Regions from separate parts of the Sus scrofa genome. Here region 1 is linked to region 2. The links are chromatin contacts, called in public Hi-C maps. All regions are on one chromosome and are shown on one strand. Each heading gives the region's core, a stretch centred on a gene start, on an enhancer-like site or on the middle of the called end of the contact. The rest is flanking DNA. Distances are from core to core; before and after follow the strand shown.

Evidence for each region. Hi-C and Micro-C count contacts between places; a contact is called where the count stands out from the background.
Region 1: a contact with region 2 is called in a Hi-C map of liver, with 8 times the contacts expected there. The contact joins the enhancer-like site here to the promoter of SERPINA6 in region 2. A contact is called at or near these places in 1 of 5 promoter capture datasets (liver) and 7 of 47 Hi-C or Micro-C datasets (embryonic fibroblasts, liver and skeletal muscle).

What each region holds. Positions count from the first base shown.
Region 1 is chr7:115,630,638-115,637,280 of Sscrofa11.1, reverse strand. No RefSeq gene overlaps it. Among named protein-coding and RNA genes, the nearest start is that of SERPINA1, 17 kb to the right of the region's middle. Within about 2 kb of position 2,065, at least 7 of the 83 cell types and tissues checked have an H3K27ac peak or open chromatin away from gene starts, as enhancers often do. A contact at or near this core is called in liver, where this site is marked.
Region 2 is chr7:115,551,041-115,557,500 of Sscrofa11.1, reverse strand. It overlaps SERPINA6 (serpin family A member 6), which reads left to right and starts at 2,965. Exons shown (of 5, transcript NM_213812.1): 1 at 2,965-3,034.

The sequences.
Region 1 (6,643 bases), core at 816-3,315, 81 kb before region 2:
TCCTCTTCCCAAAGAGAAAAACGAGGTCTGGGGAGGTTTCAAGACCCAGCAAGAACATCGAGTTTGTTTATGTTTGGAGCTGAAACTTGAACTTAGGTCTCCCTAAGAAGGGTTTCTGCCCTGATCCCTATTGGAATGCTTTTGTCACCATCCAAATGAGACCGGATGAGAGATAAACTAGCAAGGATATAAAGGAGAAGAACTGCCAAGAGGTTTGAGAATCACAACTTGACTCCCTACCATGGGGAGAACCAGGTTTCTACAATGACTCCTGAGTTTCTGCTTTTGCAAAAGGGTGCACAAACAAGAGCCATTCAACTGAGATTTCAAACACAGAAGGGGTGAGGTTTAGACGGAAAATGATGGATTTTTTTTTTTTTTCCTGAACACATTGGGCCTGGTGGGGGTAAGGAATATGCTTAAAGTAGGCTTAAAATCTCTTCATTTTATCCCACGTTGCAAATGCACCCACATCACACATTGAATACAATTGACACATAACTAAGCATTGAGGTGCAATTGACTGGTTAATTCAATGTTATTTTTATAGCATTAAATAGAACTATTTATAATCATTTCAATCATGGTATCTATACATCTCCAAATTTTGTGGGGTTTTGTGTGTGTGTGTTTTGTTTTGCTTTTTAGGGCCACATGCGTGGCATATGGAAGTTCCCAGGTAGGGGTGAAATCCGGAGCTGCAGCTGCCAGCCTACACCACAACCACAGCAACGCGGGAACCCAACTTCATCTGCGACCTACACCACAGTTCACAGCAATGCCAGATCCCTGACCCACTGAGCGAGGCCAGGGATAGAGCCCGTATCCTCATGGATATCAGTCGGATTCATTTCTGCTGTGCCACAATGGGAACAACCTCTCCAAACTTTGAATATATATCGACTACTTAAAGAAGGGACTAGGACCACAGTAATTAACAAGCTTAGCAACTCTACATACAAACTCATACTAATGGGGGAATACACAGAAATTGTATTAAAACAAATTTTAATAGGCATTTCCTGGTGGCTCAGCAGGTTAAGGATCTGGTGTTTTCCTGACCATGGCTTGGGTTGTTGCTGTGGTGCAGATTCAAATCCCTGGCCTGGGAACTTTCTCATGATGCAAATATGGCCAAAAAATAAAAACAAAACCTTAAAAATTAATAAAAATAAATAAAATAGCTTTTAATCATAGAATCAGGTTTGGGGTTTATTTTTCTGGGTTTTTTTTTGGGGGGGGGGTGGGAGGGATGGCCACAGCATGCAGTGGTTTGATGTAGGATCTCAGTTCCCAGGCCACAGCAGTGAAAGGGCCAAGTCCTAACCACTAGACCACCAGGGAACTCCCATAAGATCAGTTTTTAATGAGAGACTCTCACCCTTGTTTATTATATTATCATGTTTTACATTAGATTTCAGGTCTCCAGTTGACCCAGGCAGAATCTGTTTTATTAAAAAGAATGCTTTGGGTGAGCCTCCCAAATCTAAACCACACCCTGTTAAATTCTCAGAACACTCAGTATTTTATTTCATAGTGCTTATTGCAGCAACTTGTAATTACATATTTATTTCATGATTGTTTTTGCTCACCTGTCTCCCCCATAGACTCTAAGCCCCATCCGGGTGGGAAGGACAAATGCATCACTGATTTCTGAATCTCCAGCCCCTAGCACAGGGCGGGCCCTCAATCGTTGCTGGAAAATGAAATGAGTGAGTTAAGGTGTGGTAATTCACAAAGTTCTCACCCGTGTGGATGGCAGAGCTACGGTCTTGTGCTGGGGGAGGAGCCTCTTATTGGCTTTTACTGTTCATACCGCAACTGGAGGTAGATGTTTCTATAATGAGGTGAAAGTCATGGGCGCGTCTAAATGAGAAAGTGAAATAAATAAGGAGACAGGAAAGCTGAAGGAACACAGCCCAGAAGCGACTGCATTCCACGTTCCAGAAGGAAGAGTACGGTGACATTAGGAAGAACGAGGATGGAAAAGGAGTTGATCCCGTCCAATCATCTCAGATGTTCAGGGGTGTAGTGGGTGACCTTGACTGCTAGGACCAAGCAGGCAGATTGGGAGCAGGCTGGAGGAGGGTGCTAGAGTTTCAACAAGCTGCTTCAGAGCACAGGAGTGGGGTGGGGGTGGGGGGTCAGCTGCAAAGACCACATGGCAGCCCAGATGTCGGGAAGTGGCATTCATACTGGTGCCAAGTAGACAGCAGTGGTGCCAGGGTTTTAATGGAGGACAAGGTTTCACAGTCAAGAATGTCTTTACGAAAAACTCTTCAAAACCAGGAATTCAGAAAAATACCCCCATCCCTCTTATCTCATCAATTCTCAGCGCTTATTACAGCAACTTGTAATTACATATTTATTTCATGAATATGTAACCAAGGATTCTCTGGGGGATGTGGTGGTGGGGCGTGGAGTGGAGGGAGGTGTTGCACCCTGACAGAAAATCAATGTGCTTGGCTTATGGCCCACAGTGTGTGCCAAGCCCTAAACCAGCCCTGAGATAAGCAGATCCTCCGTTTACTCAAGAGTAACTCATTAAAACTTTGTTTTCGTGTCAAAACAAACACTGATTTCTTATGGAGCAAAAGGTAAAGTTTGCCAAATTTTCAAAGGAATCCATACTTCTGGAGCCCCACCAGGCTCCAGAACCCAGGGAGAGGCACCCTCCACCCCCTGCAGCCTGGGGGGACCGGATGACAAAGTCAGAAAAGCGCCAACCCAGGGAGCCCTGAGGGAACTCCAGCCAGGCAAACATGGAAGAAGCCTTCCTCCTGGCAGAGCTGAACTGTGCTTGTGTGGCATTGTGGTTAGTCTCCTGCTGGCTGAGGCAGGGGTCCTATTAACCTTTCTGATTCTTTCCTGTAGAGCTAGAAGCATCCATAGCAACCCCTCACTGGACTCTCATTGATGTCTTCTTGCCAAAGACCTCACCTCCTCAAGGCTGAAAATTTTAGATGCCCAATCTGACTGGGTTGGTAGCTACAATCCCTGGTCACCCCACATTCTGAGTGAAGAATCAAAGGCCTTTTAAATATTAGTTTAAAACACAGAACCCCTGCTCCTCCAGGGACATTGTCCCCAGAGCCAAGATTTTCAACATGGTGGAGAGACGGGCTTGCAGACAATAGGAGGTACCATCCTGTCTGTCTCTCTAATCTTTCCCTTTCACACATGACCTTTTGCTTCTACTCTGCCTTTGTTCATGGCTGTCTTCATTATTTAGTGGTTTTCTTCATGCTTCATCTCACAAGCCAGCAGAGCCATCCAGTTGCATCACCAGCCATGTAATGAAGGGCTGAGCCCACGCTGTTGAATGTTTCCTTTAAACTTCTTACAACACTCTCTTGGACTCACTCCACACTCTGTAATTAAGTGGGACCAGTTGTCCTGAACAGCCCTCCCTGTGCTCGGTACTAGTCCATTCTTTACCCCAGAAATTTCCAATCATCAACTCCCAATTCTAATAGATATTTTCCCATACAACCTAGATAGGAAGGAACAGGCATAAAACCACCAGCCAGCACATTCCTAGCAGAACAGGCAGAACAGATGGCCTACGAAAAGACCTTGGGGGAGTTCCTGTTGGGGCTCAGTGGAAAGGAATCCACCTAATATCCATGAGAATGCAAGTTTGATCCCCGGACTCACTCAGTGGGTCAGGGATACAGCATTGCCTTGAGCTGTGGTGTAGGTTGCAGATGTGGCTCGGATCCCACGTTGCTATGGCTGTGGCCTAGGCTAGCAGCTGCAGATCCGATTCAACCCCTAGCCTGGGAACCTCCATATGCTGCGGGTGTGGCCCTAAAGAGCAAAAATTAAAAGAACTCGTGATCCTACAGTGCTGCTTTGAAAGAAACCAAAACAGGCCTCAGTGATACCCTATAAAGCAAACAGCTGCACCAGGAGAATGTGTTTGGTAATCTCTATACCCAGCCTCCCTTTCACCCATCCACTGACTGAGTGGCCATACCGAGGGGGCCTCAGTCTCCAGCTTTGGGGAAACTAGATTATTTACTGGCCACTTCTATCTGCCTCACAGGGAAGCCAGGAATAAATGCTGCCAGAAATGGCCAGTTCACAGAGCTCTTTGTGACAAAAGGACACAGCAAGAACAGAAAAACTGGGATTCATATATAGCCCACGACACAATTTCAGTTCAGCCGAAAGTGACTTCTTAGCTCTCTGATATGTTTCTTACGTCTGCGGTGCCCCCAGTTTGAGGATAGATTAATAAGAATTTAAAAAGAGCCGTCTGAAAGCCCCTTTTTATTGCCAGCCTAGTTCTGGGCCCAGAAAGTCTGAAAAGATGACCAGGGTGCAGAAGACCTGGGACAAAGTGTGACAAGGGACCCTGGGCTGCTGTGAACCTCCTTGAGCCAGTGCTGGTGTTGCCCAGGCAACACCATTGTCCAAAAAGAGAGGAGCAACAGAGTCGACCCATCTCTGTCCAGTGAGCAGAGGTGATTTTGTGCAGAATGGAGATCATTTGGGGTGAAGGGACACTTCCTGTGACTGCATGCAGGCCTGTCCCTCCCCTTGCAGGGCCACCACTTCCTGTGGCCCAGGAGGGTCTTGGAAGAAGGCTGCCTGGGAAGATTCTCCCGGCACAGAGGCTGGCCAGTCTGCAGCAGGGAGATGGGCGGCACCCCTACCCCCTGACTAAGTGGAGGGGGTGGGACTTTGGGGCACCCCCAAAACTCTAACTGCAATTATTCCAGTGTCTGCTCTTCCATACCCCAGCCCCTCGGCCACAAAAGAAGCCCTTTGGGCATAGAGTAGCCTCAGTGCTGGGAGTCAGGTGGGGTCCGTGATACACGTGTGCTTTATAAACTGTGAAGGGCTGGATGTATGAACTGTGAAGGGCTGCCTGGGACAGTTGCCAACAAAAGATGCATTCTGACTACAAATGTCCGCAGAGACCTGGAAAGAAATGCATGAAAAAGGCAGAGGGAGGACAGCAGCCTGAAAGGGGCAGGAGGCGGGACTCAAGGTGTCGGGAGCACAGAACTGCTTGCCCAGGACCCTGCTTGCCCAGGACCCTGCTTGCCCACACCCCAGCCGGCTGGGCCGCTGTTTAACCTCTCAGTGCCTCGGTTTCCTCTTCTGCAAAACAGGAGCGATACCAGCAGCGCCTATGGCCTTAGAGTGAGGGGGAAAGGCCTTAATACCTGTGAGTCACTTAGAACGGTGCTTGGCGCATAATAAGTGCTTGATAAATGCTGACTGGTTTTATGGTTATCGTTGTTTTGTCATTTGGTCTCAGCCAGTTGTGGCCAGTGTGTCATACACCAATGTCGCTGACTCTTCTAGTTTTCTAGGTAAAGATGAAAAATCTCTTCGTTTTTAAATATAGCAACTCACTTTTTTAAAGAACTATGGAATTTTGAATAAAGTCTGGAGTTCTGTTCATGGTAATATAACAGGAGTTCCCATTGTGGCTCAGTGGGTTAAGAACCTGACATAGTGCCCATGACAATGCGGGTTTGATCCCTGTTCTCACTCATTGGGTTAGGGATCTGGTTTTGCTGCAAGCTGCAGTGTAGCTTGCAGATGCAGCTTGGATCCCGTGTTGCTGGGCCTGTCTTGCAGGACAGCAGCTGCAGCTCCAGCTTGACCTCTAGCCTGGGAACTTCCTTATGCAACAGGTGCAGCCATATAAAAGGAAAAATAAATAATATCATAACAGTGTTGACTTCTTAGCGTGACCAATATGCCATGGCTAAGTAAGAATTTACAGGTTGGGGGAACTGGGTATACAGGAACTCAGTCTTTGTGACTTTTCTGTAAATCTAAAATAAGTCAAAAATTACAAGTTCATTGGAATTCCTGTCATGGCACAACTGAAATGAATCTGACTAGCATCCATGACGATGCAGATTTGACCCCTGGAATTGCTCAGTGGGTTAAGGATCTGGCGTTGCCGTGAGCTGGGGTGTAGGTTGCAGATGCGGTTCGGATCTGGCGTGGTTGTGGCTCTGGCATAGGCCGGCAGCTACAGCTCCAACTCAACCCTAGCCTGGAAACTTCCACATGCCTCGGGTGCAGCCCTAAAAAAACAAAAACAAAAAAAATTTAAAGTTCATTAACAACCTGCAGAGGAAACACAAGTTCTCTCTCTCTCTCTCTCTCTCTCTCTCTCTCTCACCACACACACACACACACACACACACACACACACACACACACACGGGCTAGTTCTACTTCAGGACTGCCAGAGAGAGCTTTGGTAAAAGAACACTTCGCTGGGTGCTTTGATAGGGCTGAGAAATAAAGAATAGGTTTCTGCTTTCCCACAGCTGGTACGTGAGGGGGCATTCAGTGATGAAAGGACAACTAATAAAGTAAATAAGGACCTGTTCCTAAGTAATGGCCAGATTGTTTATTTGAATCAACCCTACTGCTGCTGATAACAACGAGAAAACCTGCATTTAAACAAATGCTTAAAAGCATCAAAGGCATGAGAGAGTAAAATTAATGACTAGGACAAAAAGATAAGACGCCAAGACTACAGAGGAATAAGCAAGCAAAAAGCTGCTTTTCCTCAGAGGGTGTGTGCTAATCTCACAAAATTAGAACCTCCGCGTTGACAGCCATCTGATCTCTCAAAGGGCAGCACCGCCCTGGCTGGCATCTG
Region 2 (6,460 bases), core at 1,716-4,215:
AATTTTGCCAATTGAAAGACAGAGATCTTCATTGTTGGATAATAATAAATAAATCCAACAAAATGTTGTATACATGAGACACTCAAAACCAGGAGGTATAGATAGTCTGGAAATAAAAGAATAGACTCTATCAGGCAAAAGTGAACCAAAACAAAGTTAGAAAAGCAATCTTATCAGATCAAATACAATTTAAGATGAAAATGTGTCATATGGGGAGTTCCTGTCATGGAGCAGTGGAAACAAATCTGACTAGGAACCATGAGGTTGCGGGTTCGACCCCTGGCTTTACACAGTAGGTTAAGGATCTGGTGTTGCCATGAGCCATGGTGTAGGTCACAGACATGGCTCGGATCCTGCATTGCTGTGGCTGTGGTGTAAGCCAGCAGCTGTAGCTCCGATTCGACCCCTGGCCTGGAAACATCCATATGCCGTGGGTGTGGCCCTTAAAAATAAAAATGTGTCATATGGAACAAAGATAAAAGAAAAAGGAGCAATAAATAGAGCAAGACAACACAATAATCAAAAGTACATGTGCTTTAACAGTCTCAAAGTGTATCTACCAACAGCTGACAGAGAGATAAATAAATAAACAATTATGATTAGAGATTTTAACATTCCTTATTAAGAAACTGAAAGCACAAGTAAATAAGGAATCAACCTAGATATTGAAGAGTTGAATAAAATAATAAACTTAAGCATTATGCATATACATATTTATATATGCAGATCAAATAGATAATACCCAATATTTTATAATAAAACATGGAATATTTACAAAAATACACCACGAAAAACAAACCTCATTAAGTTCCAAATGTTCAATATCATATAAGTGATTTTTTGACCATAATGAAATTAAAAAGTTAATAATAGAATAGTAGCCCCAAATTCTAAATATATGAAATGGCACATTATTAAACTATCCTTGGGTTTAAAGTGAACCCATAAAGGAGATTAAGAAATATTTAGAGGAGTTCCCGTCGTGGCACAGTGGTTGACCAATCTGACTAGGAACCATGAGGTTGCAGGTTTGGTCCCTGGCCTTGCTCAGTGGGTTAAGGATCCGGCGTTGCCGTGAGCTGTGGTGTAGGTTGCAGACGCGGCTCGGATCTGGCGTTGCTGTGGCTCTGGCCTAGGCCGGTGGCTACAGCTCCAATTCAACCCCTAGCCTGGGAACCTCCATATGCCGCGGGAGCGGCCCAAGAAATAGCAACAACAACAACAACAACAAAAGACAAAAGACAAAAAAAAAAAAAAAAAAAAGAAAGAAACATTTAGAAAAAATGATGAAAATAGTAAATACCAAAATTTATGAGACATAGTTAATATTTAGATGAAAACTTTGAATACATTTATATGGATTCCAGAAATGCTAAAAAGCCAGAAGGTAAAGCATTTAACTCAAGAAAACAGTAAAAGAGTAAACAGAAGAAAATTTGGAGAATGTGAAAAGATGTAACATACAAAAGACAGAAATCAGTGAAATACAGATTTTTTTCAAATAATAAGGATGAATAAAACTAAAGCCGATCCTTTAAAAGATTAATTAGCTGGACAGATCTCCCTAACAAGACTAATGGGGGGGGAGAAGAAATACGTAAATAAAAATAGAACCAAGAAAACTTAAAATAATTACTTATATGACAGAGATTTGAAAATTAGTAAATTCCTAGATATAAATTCTAAAAGTGACTTAAGGAATTTAAAAAAAAATCTTGAAAAGACCAATAAATATTAATAAAACTGAAATTCCCCCAAAACTCTAAACACAGTTGTGACTCTCATGAAAATATCTTCCCTCGCCCCTAGAAAGTCTTAATGGCATTATCAACCCAGCAGGGGGCACAAGACCCTGGCTGGCCATTCACAAGGCCCTATTCTTCTGCATACTGTATCAGTCCAAGAATGGGCAATCCTATCCTTTGAGGGACTGATATGAACACTGAAAAAAAGTGAGTCTCTCTCCTTCCGATATCAAATAACAAGTTAGAACCAAATAACCTGGAGCTGCAGTGGCCACCTTTGTCCCCACCACAGAGAGACCAAAGAAGGAAACCATAAGAAAGCAGAGTTAAGAAAGAATTTACAAGGAGGAAAAAAAAAAAAAGAGCGAGAGACAGAGAGACAGAGATTTACTGACAAGATTTTGTCCCCTGGATCCAACCAGGCCTGAAGCATTCTCCACTCTTCAGAACTCTCCATCAGGGAAACCCAATAAATTTTTTTTTTTTAAAGTAGTTTGAGTTTGGTCTCTTGTCACCTGCAATCGAAAGAGAACTGATGAATGAAAATGTGAGGAAGAGAGAAGTTGCTAGACGTTGCACAGCAACACCAGATCCTTAACCCACTGAGCATAGGGCAGGGATCAAACCTGCCACCTCATGGTTCCTAGTTGGATTCGTTAACCACTGAACTACGACGGGAACTCTGAGGTTGCTACACTTTAGATGGCCTTAGATATGAATCTCAAGCTTAAGTTTCATGTGTCTCAGTTTCGTTTAAAGAAGAGTAATAATAATAATAGTATCCATTTAGCGTCATCGTGGAGATTAAATTATACCATGACTGTCTTTCCCACTAGACCATTGCTCCCTCCAAGGCAGGACTTTGCTGAACTCATTCCCAGCCCAAGCTCAGCGCCTGGTTCTTCACAAGTTATCAGCACCATCATGCTAATTCAGGGCACCTGTGACTTCTGTGCCAGGTGCCATGGGGCAACCACAAACATTGACGCAACTCCAGCCACATTTTGATATTAAAAACTAAAATGTCAGGGAATTGTATACAGAAGAAAGTTAAATCACAGTATTGCTGTGTTTACTCAAATTTCCTGGGAAAGCTTCCCATTGGTTAATGACTGGGGGGAGGGGACCACCAAATGGTGAAGGCCACTGGCCCCCCTCTAACCATTAACCAGCAGGGAAGCTGGCAAACAAGATTTAGCGGCAGCGGCCCCGCAGACTTACTGTACACATGATAGGATCCAGGGCAGCTGGACCAAGGCAGCAGTTACAGCCGGAACCCACTGCAGACCGTGAGTAACAGCTGACAACTCCCCATCCCTCCCGCTCCAGCCCAGCCTCCAAAACGAAACCATGACTGCATCTTGCTCATTTTTTTTTTTTTTTAAATGGGGCATCGAGCATTAGGGCAACCAGCAGGGATAGGAGCAACCCTGGGGAGGGTTTTCCAGAGTCTGTGGGTCACTCCCAGGCATTTTGATTTCTCCTGGGATCCTACCTTGTAGGGGTTGACACTGAACTAAGAGCCATTCCCATCCATCACGCGATGCTCCTGAGCCCAGCCAAACAGCCTGAGAGCTGGGGTGGATCAGCGCAACACAGCGCCCCTACTGGGGGGACACAGGTAGGGGATGGCAGTGCCCAGCTGGCGTAGCACAGACTGCTTCCTACAGAGTTGCATACACCTGGGGACCTGGGGCAAAGATCCCGCAGCTAGAATGGAACTACCAGCATTACAGCACATGGTATGAGATTTAAATGTGCCTAGGACTGTACCTGGCTTACAGGGGGCATTTGGAAAAACAGAGAACATAGCAGGTATTTCTTGAATGCGTGACTTCAGAAACGAGGGACGGGAGTTCCTGTTGCACCGCAGGAGAAACGAATCCGACTAGGAACCATGAGGTTGCGGGTTCGATCCCTGGCCTCGCCCAGTGGGTTAAGGATCTAGTGTTGCCATGAGCTGTGGTGTAGGTCGCAGATGCAGCTCAGATCTGGTGTTGCTGTGGCTGTGGCTACAGCTCTGATTCGACCCCTAGCCTGGGAACCTCCATATGCCATGGGTGTGGCCCTAAAAAGACAAAAAAAAAAACAAAAGAAAGAAAGAAACCAAGCAAGCACTGATGAGAGTTCTCTGGTAGCCTAGAAGGTAAGGATCTGGTTTTGTCACTGCTGCTGCTAGGGTCACTGCTGTGGCATGGGTTGGATCCCTGACCTGGGAACTCCTGCATGCCATGGACATGGCCAAAAAAAAAAAAGAGAGAGAGAGAGAGAGAAAGCACTGATAACGGCTGTGACTGATCATCACAACCTCGTGAGGCGGGTAGAGTTTTAATTCCCATCTTGGAAGATTAACGTGGGAGCGGATGAGGCACGAAATCTCGGAGACAGCAGGAAGAGAAGGGAAGGGAAAGGAGCTACTATTGGGGGCAAGCCCACCATTCCAGACTTTAAACTGCATGGGGTCCTTGCCTAGGAAGTGACCAAAGACAGGTGTGGAGGGACCAGGGCTGAAGCAAAGATTTCACTGCAATCTCCCAAGGGCAGCGTCAGAAAGGAGCACAGAGGGAGGACTTCCTAGAGGAGGTGACTCAAGACCTGCATGCCAAAGGACAAGAGGGAGCAAGCTAGGCATGGCAGGGAGGGGATGGGCCAGTGGAGTGGAGCCACATGGGGCAGGACTGGGACAGGTCCATCTTTGTCCCCAGCTCTCAGGCCAGAGCCAGCTCCGCAAACATTGGGGAATGGAATGACTTCCCTGGCCTGACCCGGGCAGAGAGATAAAAGTCTGGTGTGTGCTGCCAGGACACCATGAGACACGTAGCACTGCTGGGGCTGAGATTTCAAGGGACCAAGTTTGAGGCTGGGGGTGGGCCGTCACCAGGGACAGAGGCATGAGGCCCCCTGGGCTCCATGAGTGAAGATCAGCCCTGCCTGGGAGAAATGAGGTCCACTGAGAGCTTTTCAGCAGGAGAACAGCCCAGCCGCTTGATTTTGGAAAGATGCCCCTGGCTGCAAAGGGGAGAGAGAGGCTGGTGAGAGGTGGCAGGAGGCAAAGAGATCAAGTGGGGATGATGGGGAGAGATGCTGAGCCTTGAACTTGGGCTGGTTCCCAAGACTGGAGAAGACAAACATCAGCAATTTAGAAGGTAAAATGGGTCTGGCAAGGGGTGGGTATTGTTATCAACGCCATTTTATATCGAGGAAATAGGCAGAGTTTAAACACTGCATTCATGTCACCTAGGTCATAAATAGCAATGCTGAGATCCTAATGCAACTTGGTCTGCCACAAAACCCTGGAAAATGGAGCACTGTCTGTAAAGCCAGGCAGCTGGGGAGGAAGGGAGCAGGGCAGCTGGGCTGTTATCAAAGCCAAGAGGCAGGAGTTGTTTTTCCACCACGTGGAGGAAGACAAGTGGGGAGGGTTGGAGGAGGGCTCTGGAAGGTCGGGAGGATGTTTGCACCTGTCTCTTGTGAGGTTCTGGGTTGGGATCTGGCCAGGGAAAGGGCCTTGGGGGGTTCAGAGCAGACCAGTGGTTCACTGGTGCTCACACACTAACCAGCGGGACTGGTTTCACTGTGGATGCCCAGCCCCCTCCAGCATGGCTAGTCCCATAGGTGGAGTGGCACCGGGTACTTGCTTCTCCTAGAAGCATTTCTTCTTTATTGGGTTCCAAAAGCACAGGGTTTGGGACCATTGACCTGGGCTGCATTTTTTAAAATTGCTCCTTCCAAACATTTATAATGGTTTATAATTAATTTGTCCTTCATTCATTGATGGACATTTGGTTTGAGACCATTTTGGGGGCGATTGTGAATGACGCTGTCATGAACACTGGTGGCTATAAAGATCTGTTGGAGTCCCTGCTCCCGGTTCTTTTGTATTCATCCTCAGAAATGGAATTGCTGGATCAATTCTATGTTTAATGTATTAAGGAACTGTCCCCTGAACAGTCCCACCAGCAATGTAGACGTTTTCCAAATTTTCCACATCCATGTCAACACTGGTTTTCTGATTTTTTTTTGTGGTTTTTTTTTCATTTTTTGTAATAGCCATCCTAATAGGTATGAGTTGTATAGTTCACTGTGATTTTGATACGTCTCTAATGCTTACTGAGAATCTTTTCATGTGCTTACTAGCCATTTGTATACTTCATCCATATATTTCTTTAAAGAAATATATATTCAAGTCCTTTGCCCATTTTTTTTCAAGGACCACAGGTGCAGCATATTCAGATTCCCAGATTAGGGATCAAATTGGAGCTACAGCTTCCAGCCTATGCCACAGCCACAGCCAAGCCAGATCCAAGCCACGAGGATACTGTTTGGGCTCATTTCCACTGAGCCACAATGGGAACTCCGACTTTGCCCATTTTTTGAGTTGGATTGTTTTTTGGATTTTTGCACTTGAGTTTTAGGAGTTCTCTATAGAGGTTCTTTGTATATTCTGATAGTAAACTTTTATCAGAAGTGTGATTTGTAAATATTCTGTGTGTTGCCTTTTTACTCTATCATAGTAACCTTTGATGAACAGAGTCTTTCATTTTGGGGAAGTCCAATTTGTCTAATCTTTCCTCTGATGCCTGTGCCTTTAGTGTTAGGTCCAAGAAATAATTTGCCAAATCCAATGTCATCAGGCTTTTCTTCTATGTTTTCATCTGAGTTTTATTTAGCCCTAACATTTAGGCCCCTGATCCATTTTGAGTTAATTCTTATAT